2 separate regions of the Xenopus laevis genome follow, and region 2 is linked to region 1. Evidence: chromatin contacts called from public Hi-C data. All regions are on one chromosome and are shown on one strand. The core of a region is the stretch at or near the end of the contact, and the rest is flanking DNA. Distances in the headings are between cores, read along the strand shown. Region 1 has its middle 22 kb from the start of zfand5.L. Region 2 holds the start of LOC108695507 (transmembrane channel-like protein 1).

Region 1 (7,203 bases), core at 1,722-4,221:
CTCTGGGGATTGGGCTTCATTTCTGGTATTCTTGTCTCAATAGAATGTGTGGTTTTGTTTAGATGTAATGGGGTGTGTGGGTTTGTTTGTTCCCCCCCCCTCCATTTTTTGTGAGGTATTCAAGAAAATGGCTTTTTGACCATTAAGATTGAGGTTTTACAATGTGATTCAGTTGCACAGATTTGCATGTAAACTCTACCTGACATAGCTGCTGACTGATCCTTGGTTTTTTGGGTGCATTTAATGACTTCCATGAGTGGTATCAGGAGCCACACACAGAGGGCTGCTCAGCGTTTCTCAGTTTCACTTGGGTTTAGGACTTTTAACGTTCTCAGTTGTGTTGCATGGGCTGCAGTATATACAGCTTTGTACAAAATCAACTCTACAAAAGGCAGTATACTTCACTGATGCTTGTCTGGTAATATCACTTCTGTGTTCTAATGGAAGGTTTTCTTATGTATGGACCTTTTACCGTTTTTCTTTTCCATTTTTAGATGAGCGAGTACAATTTTTAGAGTAGAGTTGTGGTAATCCCGTTCTCGTCTGTAAATAGTTTTATATGTTCACTCAGACTCACTTTAAGGTTTTACTTTGTCTGTTCTGTCTCTAGTTTACTCTTCACTTTCCAAGCATCAGGTTTTTTTGTTTTTTCTTTGCTTTAAACCTTGTATTTCTGTTCTGAGTTAATAGATATGCAAATGTGTACAGATAGTTGATATTTATGTATTGCACATAATCATGCTATTCAGCATTTATGCTATATTGTATTATGTAAATAATAAAATTATGTACAGTGGGAGCATTTTTCTTGGATTTCTTTTTCCTTGAATCATTAATTGTGCGCTAATTTGCAAAAGCTAATCTTATAGAACATATATGACCTATGCAACAGTTGTTCATACCTTTGCTTTACTTCTGTTTTGGTCTGGATTGCTTCTAATTTTGCCTGTCAATGTCTTTGGCTGCTTTCAAAGGTACTGTTTATGGCATACTAGGGTTTGAAACTGCCAAAACCATTATTAGAATGTATTAAGGCAATAATCTGATATGCAATTGCATATATAGTGAATAAAGTAACCTCTTTTGTGAAATATAAGGATAATATAAGTTACAGAGGAGTTCCATGACCATATAAAAACACAAGGCTGAAGGCTGATACAGGCTTATACAGGTCATGGAACTCCAACGTGACTTCTAATTAGGGATGCACCGAATCCAGGATTCGCTTCGGAATTCGGTCAGGATTCTGCCTTTTTCAGCAGGATTCGGCCGAATCCTTCTGCCCGGCTGAACCGAATCCTAATATGCAAATTAGGGTCGGGGAGGGAAATTGCACGACTTTTTGTCACAAAACAAGTAAATGTTTTCCCTTCACACCCCTAATTTACATATGCAAATTAGGATGTGGTTTGGTATTCGGCCGAATCTTTCGTGAAGGATTCGGGGGTTTGGCTGAATCCAAAATAGTGGATTCGGTGCATCCCTACTTCTAATATCCTCATATTTTGCATAAGGGGTTACTTTATTTACTATATATGCAAAATGAGTCGAATGACATCACTAAGCTCCGATTATAAGGACATAATTTACAGGATAGTCATTGCTCTTGCCTATTATGTTTAATATCTGTTTATGTTTGCAATATGGAGAGCTCAACCCAATTGAATTTCATCAGTGAAGGTGCCAGGTGCTAATACTGGAAGACCCTCGCCTGCTTTGGGTCAACTAATACATAGGAAAAAATCCAGTAGCACGCTGTAATTCGTGAAAAGGTGTTTTACATTTTATTTAGCCCATGTACATACAAAAAAAGGGAAAGGTTTCAGGTCCCATCTTGGTAAAGGACCAGGGGGGAGCCAAAACATTGCTCTTTTTTGTATCTACTTGGGCTAAATAAAAGGCAGAACACTTTTTGGCGAATTACAGTGTGCTACTGGATTTTTTTCATATTACTCCTATGATGGGCTTACTATGGTATGCACCACGTCTCAATAACCTCAACTCGAACATCTTGATAAAGTAGATAAACCCTGTCAGCAGGTTGAGGTTTAGTGCTAGAGTGCTTTGGAGCTATGAAACAAGTTGCATTTTGAATGCCACTAGAGGTAGATCAGTCATACACTACTCCATTTTGGAAGTGCTGAGAATCACCTCTCATAGTAGCATTCAGAATGCTGTATGTGCTGTTACATCAAAGCCCATTCTGCACGGCTATTCAACAACATTTTGAGTAAGAAATCTATAATCTTAGAAATTCAATATGTAAGGGCAGGACTAGATGAAGCGCTTGGACACGTCGCAATGCGACTAAACGCATGTGACGTGTCGGATGTTTTACAGAAAACGGAAGTGAAGGAGAATCCCAAGAAATTGATCCGACTACATTGATCCGACTGTCGGATGAAAACGCAGGGGTGGTTCACCTTTAAGTTAACTTTTAGCTTGTTATGGAATGGCCAATTCTAAGCAACTTTTCAATTGGTCCTCTATGTATTTTTTATATAGTTGTATTATTATTTATATAATGGGTGTTGCTGACCCCACCTAAAAAACAAATGCTCTGTTAGGCTACAAATGTAATGGTTTATGTGGGTTAGGGGGTAGGCGTTTTTTTTATCCTTTAAATGGAGCATGTCGTTTTAATTGTCTGCAATGCTTTGTTCTCGATCCAGCTATAGGCGGCAGTTAGTGTGAATGACTGCCCGTGGTGAATGATAAAGTTACAGTATATCTGGCCTGGCCTTCAGTGCTGGATCATATCATGTGAGTAGAGTGTTCAATTTTCACAGACGGCAATTCTTCATTTTATATTCAATTGCAGATATATAAGAAGAAATGTAAACCGTTCAGAAGTGCAAATCATGTGGGCTGAGAAGCAAGCTGACTGTGGCACTCCTTGTCCAGTCATTGTGCCCTCTCTCCCTCCCTCCACCCCTTCCTCTTTCAGTCCTTCTCTGACCCCTACAATGGCCACGCTGTTCTGTGATTGGCTCCAAGTGTCTGGACTTTTCCCTTTTAAAAACCACCCACTCTGTCTTACTGTAAGAACTCAAAGAGTTTCTGGCTAATCTACCACTCTGCTGAATGCGGGACTTTCCTGGTAACCCCATAGTAACAGATCATAAACAGAAGGGCCGCTATTGGTGTTACACAAAATTGGACATTGTGATAAAATAGATTACATTTTTTATTAGGGAATATAACCCACCAAGGAATTTAGAGTGAACCTGTGCGCAAAGGATATATGGAAATAATTGGTTTTGTCTTGTGCTCTTATCCTACAATGTTATACCCTCTGCCTGTGGATCCTCCTGCCTATTATAATCTCCCTAATTAATTGGAAAAGTACATATGTACATAAAAAACAACTTACTCCATAGATCTTAGCTTCTGTATGGGGTTGCTGTGAGTTATATTTTTATAGTATAATGGAATTTGAATTAGTGAATGACAAAAGGTTTATATTATATATATTAACCATTTCCCTTTAGTATATGCACAAAGAAGGAATATTGCATAACGGCTATGCCTTGTACTATCCAGTATATATATATATATATATATATATATATATATATATATATATATATATATATATATATATATATATATATATATATATAATTGTGTCTTTTAAGCTTTCTGCTCGGATCCGCATCACAACCATCCATGCTCCCCTCTGAAGTTACATCTTGAATGAGAAATATGAATGAATTAAGGTTTAATATAATATATATGTAAGCTTGTCTCTATGTTTCTTTTAAACATTCTCTGCTTCCTGCCCTGCTTCGAGATAAGGAGCGGTGAAACCATTTTCACGTGTCTAACCTCATAATTACTCGGGGCAATTAATGAAATGGTTAGGTTTTTCATTCTCACAAGGAACGTCTTAATTATCCAATGAGTTGGCTTTTTGTCATGGATTAGGAATGAGGTTTGTACCGCATATGTTTCTGTGTGTATCTTTAAATAATAAAATGGCCAGTGCAATGAAACCGTGCCGGTGTTACCTTAGCTAATGAACACGTTTATTCAGAGAACAGGTGCCCATAGAGAAGACTGGAATGTGTAAATGAGGATTAGTCAGGACACTAGGAATTGCTCTAAAGGCTAACCATCAATCTTAATTGCCCTAGCGAGTGCTCTTACTGTCCATTTAAGACTGGTCAAACCTAAAGTGGAACTAGTACATGATTATTTGCTTACTGGTCCCTGCTGGTTTCATATAAGGAGATTATGACATTACAGGAGACCTGTGGGAGGCAATAAGGAAGAGAAAGAATGAATGCATAGTGACGCTTACATGCTTACAACACTGTAATCTGCTGTAGCAAGAAATAGCAGGAAGTGATAAGAACAAGATAAAATCACAGACCCAATGCTTTTTGAAAGACTGCATTTATGTCTTATCTCCTGTACTTATCTTGGCAGTCACAGGGCTTGCCAAAGTTTTGCTCCAGAGATAATTTAACCGCCATAAAAAGTCAAACATTACATGTCAGTGGGGCTCATTTATAAACTTTGCGCAAGGCAGATTGGTTCGCAAAGTGAATATATTAGCCCTGCACATGGTTATATTTATAAATCTGAATAAGTGTGGTGCAAACAGAATTGCAAATTGTTTTTCACAATGCGAATGTCTAAAAGAGCTTTTTAAATATGTCAAAAATCGCATATTGCGAATATTTATGTGCGCACTCTACGAATGAATTACGCCACAACTGTGGTGGCTGAGAGAATACGAGCAAAACACTTTTGCAACTTTATTATTATTATTATTAACATGTATTTATATAGCGCCAACATATTGTGTAGCACTGTAAAGTAACTGTGATTATACAACTACATCACATGAATTACATACATAGAATATATGGAGTAACAAACATCACAATCAATACAGGTACAAAAGGTGAGGAAGACCCTATGCATAGGCATACAGTCTAAAGGGAAGGGAGTAATACACAAGGTGTGGGAGTGGGCAAGATCGAAGTAAGTGGGTGAGAAATGTGGTGTTGTATGTGGTGTTGCGTTTGGTAGTTAAGCAGAGTGAGGGTAGGCTTCTCGAAAGAAGTGCGTTTTCAGAGATTTTTTGAAAGCAGAAAGGTTGGGAGAAAGTCGGACAGATCGTGGGAGAGCGTTCCAAAGGAGGGGTGCAGCCCTTCCAAAGTCTTGAATGCGAGCATGTGAGGAGGTAATGAGAGAAGAGTTGAGTAGCAGGTCAGTAGAGGAGCGAAGTAAGCGAGTGGGTGAGTATATAGAGATGAGTTCAGAGATGTAGGGTGGAGCAGAGTTGTGAAGTGCTTTGAAAGTCAGTGTCATTAATTTGAATTTGATTCTGAAAGGTAACGGAAGCTTGCGAATATAAGTTTCTGGGGGTCATTTATAAAGTTTGCGCAGCGCATATTTATTTGCAATTGGTTGTATTGCCCATGCTATTTCCGGAGCGGTAAAAAATTGCACTGCTGTGCCCGTCTTTCCGTTTTTTGCGAATTCGCATTGTGAATACATTTTCGCAAATGAGACGGGAGTGTACGCGAGCGCACCTAATTTGCGAGATTGTTGTGCGAGAAAATAACGTTGACAGTAACTTAAAGTCGCACTTTGCAAAATTTTTTTGCGAATTTTTTCTCTGCCACCAAAGTGGCGTAATTCAGTCGCAGAGTATGCACATAAATATTCGAATTTTTGCGATTTTTTTATTTTGTGAAAAAAAAAATCACAAATCTGTTTGCACCACACTTATTCAGCTTTATACAGTAAATATAACTGCGTAGGGCAAATATATTCACTTTGCGAACCAATCTGTCTTGCGCAAAGTTTATAAATGAGCTCCACTGTCAACGCTATTTTCGCGCACAGCAACCTAGCACAGTGGGCACAACTCATGCAAACACCCATCTCATTTGCGAGTCATTTGCGAAAATGTATTCTCGATGCGAATTCGCAAAAAACAGAAAGATGGGCATAGCAGTGCATTTTTTTAGCGTTCAGGAAAAAACATGGGCAATACAAACATTTGCGAATAAATATGCGATGTGCGAACTTTATAAATGAACCCCAGTGTTTTCTAAGCCTAGGGCAGACGGGGCTGAAATCAGCCTGCTGAAGTCCGCAGGACAATTTCAGCCCCCAATCGCTATAAGGGTCAGGGCACCCAGGCAGATTCAGGGAGATTAGTTGCCTGGCAATAAATCTCCTCTTCTTTGGGGCGACTAATCTCCCAGAACTGCCTTACAAAGTCGCCTGAAGTTGCCTCACGAGGAATCTTTGGGCGACTTTGGAAAACGAATCGCTCTGAGTGCCATCCCACTGGCGATTTACATTTTAGCCAGCGGAAAGGCAGGGGAGGCAGTTCTGGGAGATCAGTCGAGATTAGTGTGCCCTAACCCTAAATCTTCTTTATAACATCTTTATATCTTCTTCAGCATTTGCATCTAGAAGCCTTGTGTCAGCTCTGCTGTGAACACACTCAGCGGATTTTGGTGAAGAAACGCAAGATTTTGCATTTTTAGCCCAAATCCTTGCTGTAGGGGCTTAAGGCCAGGGCTAGACGAGGACAGATCTTGGCCTGCAGAGAATACACTGGTCCATTGCGCTTCAGCATTGTTTCCACTCGGGTGCAGGCAGACGCTGTAGATTTCATCGCAGAACACAACATTTTGCATTGCACGCCAAAATCCGCCAACAGTTGAAAGGCAAGGGAAAGAAGATTCTCTGTGGATTCTTCACCTTTAATAAGTTAACTTTTGGTATGTTATAGAGTGGTGAATTCTAAGAAACATTTTAGTTGGTATTCATTATTTATTTTTAATAGTTTTTAAATAATTTTCTTTCGTCTGACTCTTTACAACTTTAAATGGGGATCACTGACCCCATCTAAGAAACCAATGCTCTGTAAGGCTACAAATGTGTTATTATAGCTACTTTTTATTACTGATCTTTCTATTCGGGCCCTCTCCTATTCATTTTCCAGTTTTTTTTGGACTCTAGCAACCAGATTGCTGAATTTGCAAACCGGGCAGCTGCTGAATAACAATAATAAATAAAAAATGAAAACCAATTGCAAATTGTCTCAGAATATCACTCTCTGCATCATACTTAAAGTTAACTCAAAAGGGGAACAACCCCTTTAAAATGAAAAATTAAAATGAAATGTTTATGAATCATTCATGATTTCAGAGTGGTCCCAGATAAGGGCTT
Region 2 (7,203 bases), core at 1,321-3,820, 63 kb before region 1:
TACTGCTGAGCAACACACAGGGCTGATGGATGGCATGTAGATCCTGCATGACAGGAGACTCTTTAGAGGGCAACAATTGTGGAATGCTTGATAACTATTTCATGTACCTATACTAGGGTTGCAGAATGATAGCATCAGTGGAGGAGCAGTGACATATGGCAGTTTCGGACTGGAACACCAGAGGCCCACCCAAAAACCTTTGACCAGGGGCCCGACAATTAACCTTAGACCAGAGGCCCACTCTTAGAAATATTTTTCTTCCTCTCCTCACTCAACCTCTATTCTCCTAGTCTCTTTTCTTTACATACTATACTCTATTTTTCCAAATATTTTGCCTCTTGGTCTCATAAAAATAGGGAATGACCATGAAATAGGCCAAATGTTTAGCAGCATGAGGGTTCACTAACACCTGGGCCCACCGGGACTTTTCCTGGTAGCCCGGTGGGCCAGTCCGACACTGACATATGGGGTGACGTTATGACATTTTGGTCATGTTTGTGCCTCGTGTGAGTGGGGTTTTCAAAGGTGGTTATTGACAAAATGATTGTTCGGGTTTTACAGGGCTGAAATCTAAACAGGCAGTTATGACCCAAACAGCCCTAAGAAAATTGTTCAGTTCAAAACCCTATAAATAGCAAAACCCCTCAGCTCCTGATAATCCCTGAAGACTGCCAGTGGGTTGCTGTGAGTTAGTACTAGTATTTAGTACTAGTTTGCAGTGTATTAACAACTGGAGGGTTAAAACTGTAAAATCTCAAAACCAAAAGGGTCCATAATAAAACACTTTAAATATAATCCCTAAATATCATATACTGTATGTGTACATATAATTTATGTATCCCATCATAACAACCATCTCAAAGTATAAAAGAACTAGTGATAAAAATCCAGTACTTTGACCAAATACACAGTGGGCCTCAATTATAAACACTGGGCATATTTGCACCTGGGCAGTAACCTATAACAACCAATCAGTGATTAGCTTTTTTCAGCCAGCTGTGGGTTGAACATCTGATCATCTGAGGTTACTGCCCAGGTGCAAATTTGCCCCCACAAAGTCTAGTTCCGGAAAATAGGTTCTACACTGTTGCAACTTTCATTGGTACTGTTTTGGTATAAGGCAAAGTGCACTTACTTTCAGCATCATGACCTTGTATGCGTAAAACTTTTTCCCTTTTCCTTTCCCCAAAGCTCCTTCAAATTTTTCCACAAACTCTTGCGCATCCCTTAAAAAAAAAGTCAGCATAATAGCATTTAAAAACTGAATGTATGCATGACTGGTGCTCTGTGTTTTATCTGGACAAATGTTCCTTTGCTGCCAAATTAATTCACAAATAAATAGTCCTACAATAAAATCCATGTGTATAAAACTAATGAAATTATGCTTTAAGATCCTGTGTTGCACAGCATCTTGACTGAATCAGTAAAACATAAAATAAAAATGCCTTGGGCACAAATGTGTTGTGTTGTGTAGTTTTAAATAAAAAAAATCTTTATTTTTACTATAAAGCGCTAATGGACCAGATTGTTTTGTTATACCCTGTAATAAAGGGGGTGGGATTTACTAGAGACAAGCTCCATGTATAGGAGCCAAAAGTTGTTAGTGTTCCGAGTGTATATAGTAATAATTATACATGGAGTTTCAGCGTTGATAACTGAAAAGGGAAATTTTGTCAGACAGATACCTTCTCTTCCTCTCACAATTCCTCTGAAGAACAAAAGTTCCCACATTAAAGTACTTTCAGTTTCACTGTTCTGCACAGATCAGTTAAACAGTCGCCCCAAGTTCAGTGACCTTTATAAAAGTACACTGCTGGTGGCCATGTGGTTGTGACTTCATGGAATTCTTCAATGACTTCTAACATTCTTATTTTACAGTGAAGTACTTGATTCCCCATATAAATAAAATGGCACCTACTTCAGGACTTCTAGTTTTTGCTTCATTTTCCAAGGTTTGTTTCTTATGGTGGCAATAAGTTTCTTTTTTTCTTCTACAGCTTCCTTTAATTTGTCTAATTCCTCTTCTGTGATGTCGTCTTCATCAGAGTCAGATCTGTGGATATTAACATTTAACTGTTTCAAAAAGACAAAAGTGGTCCATTAACATGCCTTTTCTCTCTGAGAAGAGTTATGTACTAAAGTAAAAGCCAAAGATCTAAATAATGTGTGAACATACACTTTCTTATTTATATGCTTTACACAATCACCAACATATGAAGGCCTTGTGTATGAGTCTATTTATCTCTCAAGTTACCCATCTGCATCTTTCTTCTTCTTGTCCTTTTTCTTATCCTTTGGCTTTCTCTTGTCTGCTCCAGGTCCCTTCCTTCCTTTTCTGCCAGTCCTTCCACCAGGGCTAACTTCCCCGTTCTCATTGAGTTCTTCTGTATTCGCATTCCTAATTTCATCATCTGTCATTTCTCCCAGCCACGGTTTCATGTCTGGAATTCTCCAGTTTTTCTCCCTTCTCTTTGGGGGCTTATCTTCTTCTTCAGAATCTTAAAAATGAAAATATTAGACATGTATTCATGTATTAGCTACAACTCCAGTCCACAGTTATTTTAATAGAAATACACAGTAAAGAAAATAAGATATTAAAGATAACAAGCAAATGAAAATGGAAAGGTCCCGCTAATATAAGCACTTTCATAGGAGGTAGGAATAAAATGTACACCACACATTTAGGCTCATTAACTAGCCAGAGAGGCCATAGCCCATTTTCAATGGGTTAAAGTTTGAGTTTACAATCTCATTAAAAATGTCATTAAACAGTCACAGCTCATTTATCTCTGTAACCAGCAGAAATAGTTTTAGCAAAAGGCATCTAAACATAGGCCCTCCTTTATAAACATACAACTCTGCAGTGGACTAGTAACCTACAACTTTCCATCACTGATAAGTAAGGATGGGCGAATTTTTTTGGCTTATTTCGCTGAGGAAATTATGCCCATAGACTTATTATTTTTTGGGCAAAACAAAACGGGTCAAACTCACCCAAGCCTATTGATTAGCTTTGATTTGACTCGTACAGTCAGAGTAATCAATGGCTGTGGTGCGTTTCTTAACCATAATTCTTAACCATAGTTAACAAAGTTGGACCTATGCTGTTTAGGTTTTAAATAGTGTAATATCAAAGAAAATGCTGCTCAGCAATACCCTTTCTCTTTAGAGAATTTCAAGCAAGTTTGTTCAGTGTTGTGACAAACTACCTTTCAAATGTGATCTCATAATAATCCGAAAAATCAGTATCCACTAGTCAAATATACATTTCAAATTTATGCTGGATGTTAAATGCTAGTTGGCTTTACCTTCATTGTCCTCTTCACTGTCCACTTCGATTTGAACTAAAAGTAAAACACATAATTGTTCATTCAATAAGTAACATGTTTAAAAGTAGCTAACCTCTGGTTGATATTATAGCTTTTATTTGAAAGCAATGCTACATTGTTACTTAAAGGAACAGTTCATTATAAAAAAAACAAAAAAAAACTGGGTAAATAGATAGGCTGTGCAAAATAAAAAATGTTTCTAATATAGTTAATTATCCAAAAATGTAATGTATAAAGGCTAGAGTTACTGGATGTGTAACATAATAGCAAAAACACTACTTCCTGCTTTGCAGCTCTATAACTCTGACTTTGTCAGCGACTTGAAGAGGAGCCACATGGGACATAATTGTTTGGCGAGTTTGCAATTGATCCTTACCATGCAGGTCTGATTCAAAAAGCAACATTTATGATCCATGTGCCCCCCCCCTCAAGTCCCTGATTGATTACTGCCTGGTCACCAATCAGTGGAAAGCAAGAGTGCTGCAAAGCAGGAAGTAGTGTTCTGGCTATTATGTTTGATTACTGATTGCCTGAAGTTCCAGATAAATTTAAGAGCAACAACTGACCATCTTATAGAGGAACCTTCTCTACAAGAACCTACTTCAGTTCAGTGGAAACCAGTTCTGGGACAGAATACTGATGGTAGATCTGTTATGCAGAGTGTTCCTAAATATGGCATTGCTAAATCCTATAATGTCCTGTTTAATGAAAAATTGTTAATTTTTTACCGATTTGCCCTTTTCTCTGTATTAATATGACAATAAGATGTAAACTTAGATTAAAAGGGGTAGTTCACCTCAGTCTTTACTTTTAAAAGTTTCTGAATTATCTGCCTTGATCTTCTGCTTCTTTGCAGCTCTCAAATAGGGTTCACTGGCCGAAGCAGCCACAAAACTGTGAGACTACAATTTTATTGTTATTGCTAATTGTAATTACTTATCTTTCTATTCAAGCCACTAATAATTGATATTTGAGTCTTTATTTAAGTCACTGCCTAAGGTAAATTCAACCCTAGCCACCAGATAACTGCTGAAATTCTAAACAGGAAAGTTAAATAATTAGAAAACAGCAAAAAAATAAAAAATTAATACCAATTGCAAATTACCTCAAATATCACTGTCTACGCCATACAAAAAGTTAAGATAGAAGTAGACTAACCCTTTAAATAATTTTAGTAGGGTCACATCATACAGCTCTGCAGTACAGAAAGATCTGTTAAACAGAAATGCCTAGTTGCTAAACATTCCAGATAATAGATCCCATAGCATCATTGAGTTTACTATGACAGAAGAATATTGGCATCCATGTTCCGGTGATAAATGCTGATTTTGCCAATCAACATATCAATTATTGCACTGAAAATGAAGCAGCTGCCAGCTGATAGCTCATACAAAAAATATATTAAATAAAGGTTATTTGTTTCCTTTTCTTGCCCCACACAGACACACTTTCTGTCTGACCACAAGCTGCTGAACACAGCTTGATCTTCAGTGGAGGACACTACATCATATAGTGTTACATCTGTTACATCTGGTGAATTATTTTGTCCTAAGGCCCTGATGTTGGAAAAGTAGTAAAAAGGGCCTATGTATAATACACTTGATCATAACCTGCACCATGTAGTAGGTACCCAGCTATTGGATGTCTTTATGGCTATTAAACTTTGTGTAGCTCATTTATCAGCACATGAAACTCATGACAATAAATCGCATTTCAGTTTTGAACCACTTGCCACTGTCAAGTTAATGACACAAGTGATTAGTCCTTTAAATGTCTATGGTCTAATAATAATTAGACAATTATAAACATTATAAGGAGATGGCCTTGAACAGTGCCTTGGAAATAAAATTATGAAAAAGTATTATATGGAACTTTCAAATTTTAAACAATTTCCCCCATATATTTCCGATCTCCTTACATAAAATTGTCCAGTTTATTAACAGAAATCTAGAAAACAACCCTACTTTCACCCTGTAATTACATAGTCTGCATAGTCTGACAGTGAAAAATCTTTAGAGCAGATTTCCTTCAGCTTTGGGATTTCCTTTAAAGTTAGCTGGCCAAATCTCCTAGGAGAATATTATAGAATAAATTGTCATAATGAAGACACTGCAGTTCTTGCCTAGCTGTTATTTATTTTGTTTTAATAGATAGGATATGAAAATATGTATAAATACATGTTTAAACTCCTCTTCCATTTAATATTGTATTTGTTTTATTGTTTTACCCATATCTTTGCATTTTACATCAAATGACATGAGTTACTTTCCTTTGATTGCTTTCTGATCAAAGAAACTCAACATTTATTATATATATAATAGTATATAATATATATAAGATATATATATAGTAATGCACAATGGATACTTGAGCACTGGGAAAGAGTTCACCAATTTGCCTATCCAATGTATCTCTAGTGAGAATCTAGCTATTTTCCACAATAACAGCCGAATTCAGATGCTGTGGCCAAGTAATATGGGTTGTGTCAGTTGCCTAGACTTTTTTAAGTCACTACTGACACTACAAGATGGATCGGTTCAGCAGCCAATCATTGAGGTGTTCCTCTGTCTATTGCCCAGCATTAGGCTAGATCAACAATAGACACTGGTAAGTCAGTGTTCCCTTAGCTAAACGAGAATAACCTACAAGACGAGTTTACTAAAGCTGACAATTGCTCATGTGATTACAGGATAAATTCACAAAAAAAGCCTGTAGAACACTTGTGGCGACTTTGCAATAGCAAGAAATTCTTCCATTTGGCCATACAGCTTTATAAAGATGGCAAGGATCTCTGCTATAAATGATGACAAGATCGCTGTTTGTTGGAGAGAAAAGAAGTATACCTGACCTCACACATAAAAGCAAATAGATTCAATTCACTTCCATTATTGCACATACAACTTGTAAAATGTATTAGTGCTTTTGTTCTAAACATCTCTGTTAAACATTGTTCTAAATATCTCTGTTAAACATTGCACAATATTAACAGGCACAAAAACACCTATATGTCATTTACGGTATATCTTCCTATTATAGAATGACATTTGAAAGCTTATTTATCTAATTTAAACAATACTATAGAGCTTAAAGCAAGTCCTTTTTTTCTCCACAATATTTTTCCAAGTGTGTATCTAAGACAAAGCATTATTAAGATGGGTATGTGCACAACACACCAAGGAATTGTACAGAGGTTTTACATATTTGTGGTTATTTATCATGAGGTACTAAAGTCTTTCCAAAAAAATAAATACTTTTCCTTTGTTCTGATTAAATCTTTGCTCCAAGAATTGTAACCTCTAAACTTGCTCTTTTGAAGGGGAGAATTTCAATGTAATTATCCTCTAACCCACAACATGGGTTTAACATTAAAGTGTACAGAAAACAAAACTGTTAAACAAAATCGAATTATATCACGTTGTATAGTCAAGTTTATTATATATCAAGCTCAAAAACCTATTAAGCAGGTGTATGCCTTACATCAAGTTCTATTATACTAATGATATTGATTTCTTCCTATCTAGTAATGCTATTTTCCACATAATCTTAAATAAATCATTTATTTCACTTTAGTAGCTGACATCATTTACATTCGGAAGCACCCAGAGAAATGAAAGTAGAGAAGTTAAGGACTCATGCTGGATTAGATAATTAGAGCAGAAGTTAATATAAGAATATCAACTTAAAGAGAAAGGTCTAAGTTTCCAAATGCAAAGCATAAGAGGTTTAACATAAATTTACCGTCATTTTCAGAGGCCTCTAGTTTTTTGTGTTTGGGCATCTCAGCTGTGCTTCCGATGGCTGGTGTGAGCTATTTAATATGAAACAGGTACTTTTAGCGAGCAGGACATTAGTCTAAGTGTCTAGCACTTCAGAA

Evidence for each region. Hi-C and Micro-C count contacts between places; a contact is called where the count stands out from the background.
Region 2: a contact with region 1 is called in a Hi-C map of the XL177 cell line, with 3 times the contacts expected there. The contact joins the promoter of LOC108695507 here to the enhancer-like site in region 1. A contact is called at or near these places in 3 of 4 Hi-C or Micro-C datasets (the XL177 cell line, the XTC cell line and animal cap).

Annotation. Positions count from the first base shown.
Region 1 is chr1L:141,266,734-141,273,936 of Xenopus_laevis_v10.1, reverse strand. No RefSeq gene overlaps it. Among protein-coding and RNA genes, the nearest start is that of zfand5.L, 22 kb to the left of the region's middle. Within about 2 kb of position 2,971, at least 1 of the 7 cell types and tissues checked has an H3K27ac peak or open chromatin away from gene starts, as enhancers often do.
Region 2 is chr1L:141,329,072-141,336,274 of Xenopus_laevis_v10.1, reverse strand. It overlaps LOC108695507 (transmembrane channel-like protein 1), which reads right to left and starts at 2,570. Exons shown (of 18, transcript XM_018224068.2): 1 at 2,254-2,570; 2 at 1,919-2,047; 3 at 1,136-1,226. The coding sequence starts at 2,411.